Linked DNA regions of Mus musculus: region 2 is linked to region 1. The links are chromatin contacts, called in public ChIA-PET maps. All regions are on one chromosome and are shown on one strand. Each heading gives the region's core, a stretch centred on a gene start, on an enhancer-like site or on the middle of the called end of the contact. The rest is flanking DNA. Distances are from core to core; before and after follow the strand shown.

Region 1 (4,430 bases), core at 983-3,482:
AAGGAATCCCAATAGAACTCATTGATTCACCAAACTGGACTTTAGTGGTGTCTCTACTTTGGTCTGTCATCAATTTCCTATGTAGAATGGAGAGATGTTTGTTCTTGTCTCCAAGAACTGTTATCATATAATATAAAGACAGAGAATACTATTGATCAGAAAGACTGGGTAAATCTTTTCTGATGAAAGTCAGATACCCAAATAAAACAAACTTTGAGGAAGACAGAAATGGAGCAAATTTCAGAACAGAACAGAACAGAACAGAACAAAACAAAACAAAAAACCAGGGAATGGAAAGTACACTTCTGACTGCATTTGACTAAGGCTTAAAGCATTGTGCAAAGTGTAGATGGAAAGGTTATGTAACTTTTACAGCCGAGGAGCCTGATAGGTTGACACCAATGGCTAGGATCTGATTAGTGCAGCATGTGTCTTGTCCAGAAAGCTGCTGCAAATGAAGAGGTGGAGGAGAGGGAATATCAAACACACTCACCTATACTCTGACTTGTGCGGAAGCTCATGAACCTGGCAGTGAAAACACGGAGTGGCTGGGGTGAATTAGAGACTGTGCTGTGTGTGTGTAGTCGGGTGACAAAGGTGGATGAGAGCTCATGATAACAACTACGTCTGCATCTAGAGATCACCTCAGACCGCTTCTCCCTCCCAGGACAGTCAGAGAAGCTAGATAGTGTGGAATCTATGTTATGTGAAGAGAATACAATGGGAAATGTATAAAGCTGGTCCTTGAATACTGACAAAGAAGTACAGATTTAATGGTACAATTATAGTCTCTAGAGGAGAAAGATCCAGAGAGAGGTAGGAATTAGGCTAGCTCCATTTCCCTGAGGGCATACGTTGACTTTGAGTGGGAGGGGATGGTGGTAGTCATAGTGGTGGAGCTCAGAATCTAGGATTCCTATCTGTTAAGAGATGTTTACAAGGAAGCAGATCTTTTGGCAGAGATCTGCTGGTGGGGTAGGGTGTGACTCAAGCCAGTTTTCCACTTAGGACATTTGTGATATACTAGAGTTAAATGGATTTGGAGGCAGAAATTCGTGAGAGAAGCTAAGTGTTTAAGGAGACTTGGGTGGAAATGATCAGGGTTGAGACCTTTTAGGGTGAGGAGAGACACGCAGCACACCAGGCTTGTCGCTGAAAGCTCTGGAAGATAGGCTGAGCTGTAGCAGGATGGCTGCCCAGCTGTGACTCAGCACGGTACCCGAGTGCTCTATCTGCCTGGTGCAGGGAAGGGCGAGCCCTCTCTACCAACTGAAGCCTCTATAATACACTTATTCACAAGGTGAGGCTTTTACTAAATATTGTTATGTTAAAAAAAAAAAGTCATGTAGGACTGTAAGTTTGAAAACCAAAAGACAAAAGAAAGAATAAAAACAAAGGCACCGATTAAGGCTTAACCGTAAAGAGTCTTAAATGCTTAAAACTGCATGTGTTTGTTTGTATGGGTGTATGTGTGAGTGTGTTTGTGTGTCTGTGTGAGTTGTGTGTGTTTGTGTGTATGTGTGTGTGTGTGAAAGAGAGAGGAGAGAGGTGGGGGTGGGTGGGGTGTGGGAGTGATTGCAAGTATAGATTCTCTCCACTGTGGAGGTCCCAGGGATCAAATTCTGGTCATTAGGCTTGAACTGACTCCTGTAAGTTGTCCTCTGATCTTTACATTTGTGAGTGAGTTCTCACACACACAGACACACATACACACACACAAACAATGTAATGATATTGAAAGGAAACAATAAGAGCCAGGCACGATGAGACATGCCTTTAATCCCAGCGCTCAGGAAGCAGCAGCAGGTGGATCACTGTGAGTTCGAGGCCAGCCTGGTCTATATAGCAATTACAGGAAGGCCAAGACTATGTAGACGCTGTCTGAAAAAATCAAAACAGGAAAAAAAGAAAACAGGAGGAAACAAATGGAAATTATAAAAGTAGTAGCCAACAACTCTGTGTAAACCACACGCCAGATATGTGCCAGGTTTACACATGTAGTTCTAAGCACTCAAAAATATGCAAGGCACTTTTTATAGTTTCGGTTAGATGTGACAGAGACAAGAGCTGCTAGCGTGTCTCAGATGTGCCTCTTCCCTTTCTTTCTCTCCTGCTGACCGCTCACAGAAGCCTTGCTAGCGCTGGCCTTGAATATTTTACACAAGACCTCACAATGCTGCAAATTATGTCAGAGAAGCTAAGTCAGTGTAGACTCTGTGGCTGAGTGGGAGGAGGAAGGCAAAGAACAGGCCCAGAGGATGTGGTGAGAGTGACTGTGTGTGCACGCATGTGTGTAAAAGGGCTTAGGGACAGCATCTCTGGGTTACAGATAATTATTGAGTGAAGGAGAAAAGTCTATTCATTTCTATGCCATTGTAGTTATAAGAGGGCTCTTCTCTGGTGTTTTTGAAAACACAAATTAATTAGTTAAAAATTTCTTTTGGGTCACTGAATAATGTTTTTTAATATGTCATCCTGTAGGCACTAGACCGCAGGAGGTCACTGTGTTTGTTAGGGTTCTGAACACACAAATACACCATAGTTAGAGATGTGATTATGTTTCTGAAGTTCACAGTCAGGAAGCAATAAAGGAGCAGACTGAGGGCTATCAAGTTCCAAAGCACAGGCTTTTCTTGAGCAAGAGGGATATTTTTATCAGAATATTTTAGCAAACTGCCTGAGCCACTCCAAAGTAAGAGGGCCAGGAGAGATGGCTCGGCAATCAAAAGCACCTGTATGCAGTCTGAGGACTGGCATTTGGATCCCAGCACCCACACAACAAGCCTGATTTCCCTACAAGGGTCCTTAACTCTGAGGGACATGGAGGCAGGGGCATGACTATGGTTTCTGCCTTCCAACCTAGTCTAGAATTCACAAATTTCAGGTTCAGGAAGAGATCCTTCCTCAAAGGAAAAGAGAGAGAGAGAGAGAGAGAGAGAAAGAGAGAGAGAGAGAGAGAGAGGACATCTGATGCTCTTTTATGTGTTCTGCGCACCCCCCCATTCCCATACTCCCTCCCCCGCCCCCTCTCCCTCCCTCTCTCTCCCTCTCTCTCTCTCTCTCTCTCTCTCTCTCTCTCTCTCTCACACACACACACACACACACACACATTAAAAAATAGAGGTAATTAAGGGGGAATTTCTTTTCTGAGCCAAAATTTAACTAAAGCCGAGAACTTGGCTGGGAGAGTGGGGAAGTGGTAGAAACAGCAGGAAAGGGCAAGTGTGTCATTTTGGATTTTAGAATAAATTAAGTTTACATCTCAGTCCTTAAGTCAAATCATCGGACATATACTTTAAAAAAAATGATGACTTGAAATATGCTTTTCTCTAAAGTAGGAATAAAATATACAAGGTCTGATGAAAAAAGGCATTTGGGAAGGGCTCACCAAGGAAACCGTTGAGCTGAGTCTTTCAGGTTAGGGCAGGATTTGAACACATGGAGAGAAGAGAAGAGACAGCATGAACAGAGGGGAAGCTAATGCTTCCCACTCATTTGGTTGTAGGGTATGGTACGGTATGTGAAGAGAATAATGGTAAGCCTTGAATATAGACTGTGTGTCTGTATTCAAATATAGGTGTGTGTGTGTGTGTGTGTGTGTGTGTGTGTGTGTTGCTAGAGATCAAACCTACGGCTTCATGCACACACCAGGCAAGTTCCCTATCACTGAACTGCCGAAGACACACAGTATTTTGAAGCTGTAGATGGCAGACTTACTGCCATGCTTAAGCCAGGCTGAGAAGGGGAGAGACTGAGAGCATCCCAGCTCCAGCTCGCGAAGGAGTGCAGTATTAAAGCACAAGTAAAACAGGGCTGGATTAGCACAGTAAGGATCCAGGTAATGACGCTGATGGACAGATCTCTCAGGCAGGTGAGGCTCATTAAATGAGTGGGTGTAGGCACGAGAAACTTCAATGTCAGGACTGCCCCAAGAAGGCGGTGAGGCTGGGTGTGGTAGTGCATGCCTTTAGACCCAGCATTATGCAGGCAGAGATAGGCAGATCTCTGTGAGTTCGAGGCCAGCCTGGTCTACATACTAAGTTCTAAGCCATCCAGAGTTATTGAGTAAGCCTGTGTCTAAAAATAAACAGTAAAAGAAAGAAAAGAGAAAAGGAAGGAAGAAAGAAAGAAAGAAAGAAAGAAAGAAAGAAAGAAAGAAAGAGAGAAAGATTAATGTAGTCTCACCACGTAGGTAAAATGGAGCTGGGGAAGGGAAGTTAGGAGTTCACGAAAAAGTTTTTTGAAAAGCATTGGGAACAGGAAACAAGGACAACTCCAATTTAGGAGAGGAAAACTGAGGTGGCCCCAGGTGACTGGAGTGTAAAGGACACCATGGCTGAAAGTGGATGAGGTTTCAAGCCTGGGTGACTTAGACAATGATAGAGCTCTATTAACAGAAAGACAGAAGTTAGAACAGGAGTTGGCTGTGG
Region 2 (4,630 bases), core at 1,943-4,442, 250 kb before region 1:
TAATTTAAAAAATAAAATCGGGCTGGTGAGATGGCTCAGTGGGTAAGAGCACCCGACTGCTCTTCCGAAGGTCCGAAGTTCAAATCCCAGCAACCACATGGTGGCTCACAACCATCCTCTTCTGGAGGGTCTGAAGACAGCTACAGTGTACTTACATGTAATAAATAAATAAATAAAACCTTTAAAAAAATAAAAAATAAAATCAAAATGTAGGGAGGTCACAATTAGCCAACTTAACATGCTCGTTAAGTTCATTAAATTATCAGTGAGGAAAGTAGCAAACATCAATGTGGGTGATTTCCCTAGAAGTCCAGCCTATTTATATCACCCATACAATTGCTATTTTATTGGGAGGATGAACAGCCACATTAAGTGATGGCCAGACTCCAGGCTACAGACCTAACTGTGATGTTGCGGCATTACAAACTGGACTCCTTACTCTCACTAGCTGACAGTAGATCTGACTGACATTCGCTTTCGTGCACCCAGCTCACACTCACCTGGTAGTTGTCTGTGGCATCCCCCAGAAGCCCACCAAAGGTGATCGCGTTGGTAATACAGCCGAGGTAGATGAACAGAACAGCAGAGATGGACTGGAGGTGGAAGCCATCATAGAAGTCGCTTGGGAACCAGGGCAGCTTCCTCTTGACATCCAGACACAGTCCTCCAAAGAACCTGCTTGAGACAGGCAGAAGACATCTTTCCTCCACAGACACCAGGAGGGATGGGGATGCCTCCAGGGCCCTCAAGAGTCTGGAGTAGGGATCAGGGATAGATGGAGTCACACTCTTTCTACCAGAACACTGAGAGCCAAACATGATTCTTGTAGGCCTAGAAATTTGCAGTCATCACCATCCATACTGGGGAAGGTGGACACAAACTGTTTGAGAGAAGAAAGTTCTGATGGGAATACTCCACTATGAGGGGGTCTTCCTCCTGTCCTTACCCAACCCAAGCCATGTAACATGAAATGGTTAGTGGGAACTGTCAACTTCACAGGATCTACAGTCATTTGGGAGATGGGTCTCTGTGTATGTCTGTTGGGGATTATCTTGACTTTGTGGATTGATTGGGAAGACCCATCTTGACCGAGGGTAAGGCTGCTCCCTGGGCAGGGGATCTTGGACTGAATAAAATGGAAACAATGAGATGAGAACGAGCCAGTGCTTAAGAATGAGCCAGTGCCACTATTGCATATGCCAGCAAGATTTTGCTGAAAGGACCCTGATATAGCTGTTACTTGTGAGGCTATGCCAGTGCCTGGCAAACACAGAAGTGGATGCTCACAGTCAGCTATAGGATGGAACACATGGCCCCCAATGGAGGAGCTAGTGAAAGTACCCAAGGAGCTGAAGGGATCTGCAACCCTATAGGTGGAATAACAATATGAACTAACCAATACCCCCAGAACTTGTGTCTCTAGATGCATATGTAGAAGATGGCTTAGTCCGCCATCATTGGGAAGAGAGGCCCCCTTGGTCTTGCAATCTTTATATGCCTCAGTACAGGGGACCGCCAGGGCCAAGAAGTGGGAGTGGGTGGGTAGAGGAGGGAGGGGAGGGTATAGGGGACTTTCGGGATAGCATTTGAAATGTAAATGAAGAAAATACCTAATAAAAATTGGAAAAAGAAGGCAGTGGTGGCACACATCTTTGATCTCAGCACTTGGGAGGCAGAGGCAGGCGGATTTCTGAGTTCGAGGGCAGTCTGGTCTACAGAGTGAGTTCCAGGACAGGAGGGCTACACAGAGAAACCCTGCCTCGAAAAGAGAGAGAGAGAGAGAGAGAGAGAGAGAGAGAGAGAGAGAGAGAGAGAGAGAGAGAGAGAGAGAGAGAGACTGGGGAAAAAAATGAGCCAGAGCTTAATGCTCTCGTGTCTTGATACAATGTATCTGTGGATACAATGTAACCAGTTCCCTCCAACTCCTGCACTTTGACTTTCCCAGCATGAGCTGCTGTTACTTAAACTTCGAACCTTTCTCCCTTCAGTTGCTTTTGTCAGAGAATCTTATCACAGCGAGAAAGACTCAGCACACAGCTTCATTCCCAACGGCTTCGGTTGCACAGAGCCTTGTACTTCTCTGGACTTCCCTAAACCTAGGTCAACCTAGGTGACTCCAAGAGCAGCCAGGGAACTCAGGCCAGGAAAGTTTTTTCTTGTTCCCCAGAAGAAAGAAAAATGAAGCTTTAAAAAAAAAATTAAGATTTCAAGATCTTGCTTCTTTTTAAAAGATACATTAAATCTCCAACCTCTGGTATACTTGTGAATATGGTTTTACTTAGAAAGTCTCTGGGTTGAGAATGAAGCTCAGTTGGTAATGTTTGCCTGGTAGGCATGAAGCCCTGGTTTATAAGACAAGCATGGTGGTGCCTGTGAATTCAGCACTGGAGAGGAAGGGGCGGGGGCACCATCAATTTAAAATCATCCTTAGCTATAGCAAGCTTGAAGTCAACCTGGGTTACTTGAGACCACAAAGGGGCGGGAGAGGGAGGCAGAGAGGATGTAATTAAGTTACAATGAACTCATTAAGAATGCTTTGATCCAGCCATTATAGAAACCAGGCAATACTATCCAAAGATATCACACAGGGACAAGGCCATGGAAATTTATACACAAAAACTGAGGTGACACAACAGCCAAATCAAGGAGTGCTATGAGACTCCTGGCTGTCTTTCAAGGAGAGGAAGGACGTTCCTAGAGGCTCAAAGGCAGTGGTGCACTGCTGGCATCTTTATTTAAGGAGTAGGGTTGAGATAGGGCCTCACACTATATAACACAGGCTGGCCTGGAACTTGCAACAATCCTCCTGCCTCAGTCTTTCCAGTGCCAGGAATTAGAGGTAGGATCCACAAAGGCTCTGCTCCCTGGTGACATCTCCATTTTAACCTTCTGATCTCACACTCATGTGAAAATGGACGTCAGTAATTTTACACTACCTTGCTTGTGATACGTTGTTTCTGCCGCTATAGGATACAATTACTAAAGAATGCCTAGAGAAATGTTTCGGTTCCTTCCTCACGGGTGGGATCCTTCTGTTCATCTCACCCCACACAATTCTGTCAGAGCCACACGATTCACTAGAGTGCGGGACGACTGCAGTGGTCAGATCCCCGTCCCTAAGGGGCGCTGCACACAGCAGCGAGAGGATCGCTAACAGGACCGGAAGAAGGAAGGGTTCAGGACAGCAGGCTCTCTGCCAGGTGTGGAGCGGGCACCTTCCGGTCCAGATCAGCTCCTCCCCGATTTCGTGCATAGCTGGCATCTCAGCTTCGTCGCCACTGCCCACTCCGCCAGCCCCGCTGCCTCCAGCCCCTCCGCCACTGCCGCCTCCTCCAGCCGAGGCTCCGCCTCCGCCCACAGAGCCATTCATCTGGCCCGGCTCTGCCAGAGAGAACACAGATTTCCTGAAAGAGAAGGCAGATGGGGCAGAGCAGGGCTCTCAATGCTGGGAAGAGCCCAGTCCCTCAGGACTGTCCCCTTCCCCCTCAAAAAACAAACAAACAACCCAACCTACTATCTACTATCTTGAAAAGCGGGGGGGGGGGGGGGGGGGGGGGGGGGAATGAAGATGGGGGTGGGGAGAGAGCTCAGCTGTTTAAAGCATTTGCCACACAAACAAGAGGGCAAGAGCTGGGTTCCTAGAAGCCATTTGATGATCAGGTGGACAAGGCAGCCACTTGGAATTCCAACACAGGGGAACCCCAGAACAAGCTAGAACAAGACTATCTAAATCTGTCTGCAGCATTGGGTTCACTGAGAGATTCTGCCTCAGTGAATAAGGTGGAGAGCAAAGAAAAATTCCCTGGTGCCACCGTCAGGGCCTCTACATATGCACCCACACATATTCAGACGTGAACGCACATTGCACATACCACAGAAAGACAGAAAATGATTCAGTAATATGCATCCCCCTACACAGTCCCCACTCCTGACTTTAGAGCTGTTCATAAGTGGCCGTGTTGGCTTCTGATTTGCTACAGGGAGAAGAAAATGCCGGATGTGGAGTACCCTCTGCTGCTCTTATCCCGAACACACACCTCTTGTCAGCTGAGGGAACTTTCTTGGGTGGCTCAATTCTGATGTTTGGGTCCCACTCTCCAGGGGGAAGGACAATGACCTCGTCTAGAAATTCATCAATCCCTGCGATCAGATCTTCTCGGTTCCGAGCTTTATAAGCCACATCGCTGAATAGCTGGTGAGGAATGGAGAAGGATAAAAAAGCAGAAAGGAGAAAAGAGGGCTCAGTCCTCCCCTCCTGGGAGTGAGCACATCACAGCTATCTTTAAAGGAACCAATTCTAGCCATTTCTCAGGATGCCCACTTGGTTCCAGTGGGTGGATAAGGACAAAGGACAGTAAGGGAAATAGGGAACAATAGGAAAGAGCCAGTTCCAAGAGCAGGCGGTCATCTGAGATCAGAAACCTATGCCTCCGAGATACATTAGAGACAAGCAAGCATAGGGAATAGCTTACCAACCTGGGACTCCTCTTAATGTGGGCTACCTACATTCACCTCTTCTAATAGTGCATTTAGCAGCCTAGAACCTTTATACTATACTATGTACACATATGCCTTTCTGCACATATACCTAGCAATTTATTAGCAACCTAGGGCCCTCACCTGCACTGAG

What was found. ChIA-PET counts read pairs in DNA pulled down with a chosen protein or histone mark.
Region 2: a contact with region 1 is called in an RNA polymerase II ChIA-PET map of effector CD8 T cells, with 29 read pairs. The contact joins two enhancer-like sites. A contact is called at or near these places in 5 of 39 promoter capture datasets (cranial neural crest, embryonic stem cells, liver and 1 more), 19 of 484 Hi-C or Micro-C datasets (CD4 T cells, the P5424 cell line, brain and 11 more), 9 of 115 datasets of contacts at active chromatin or transcription factors (the SCID.adh cell line, T-cell acute lymphoblastic leukemia, bone marrow-derived dendritic cells and 5 more) and 2 of 9 other capture datasets (adipose tissue and liver).

What each region holds. Positions count from the first base shown.
Region 1 is chr6:83,011,428-83,015,857 of GRCm38.p6, reverse strand. The region is part of intron 7 of M1ap (meiosis 1 associated protein); the gene reads right to left. The region is part of intron 2 of Gm32644 (a long non-coding RNA gene); the gene reads left to right. Among named protein-coding and RNA genes, the nearest start is that of Gm32644, 8.9 kb to the left of the region's middle. Within about 2 kb of position 2,232, at least 156 of the 459 cell types and tissues checked have an H3K27ac peak or open chromatin away from gene starts, as enhancers often do. A contact at or near this core is called in the P5424 cell line, the SCID.adh cell line, T-cell acute lymphoblastic leukemia and 5 more, where this site is marked.
Region 2 is chr6:83,266,968-83,271,597 of GRCm38.p6, reverse strand. It overlaps Slc4a5 (solute carrier family 4, sodium bicarbonate cotransporter, member 5), which reads right to left. Exons shown (of 25, transcript NM_001166067.1): 9 at 4,038-4,192; 10 at 3,216-3,404; 11 at 501-675. Among named protein-coding and RNA genes, the nearest start is that of Slc4a5, 32 kb to the right of the region's middle. Within about 2 kb of position 3,192, at least 306 of the 459 cell types and tissues checked have an H3K27ac peak or open chromatin away from gene starts, as enhancers often do. A contact at or near this core is called in the P5424 cell line, the SCID.adh cell line, T-cell acute lymphoblastic leukemia and 5 more, where this site is marked.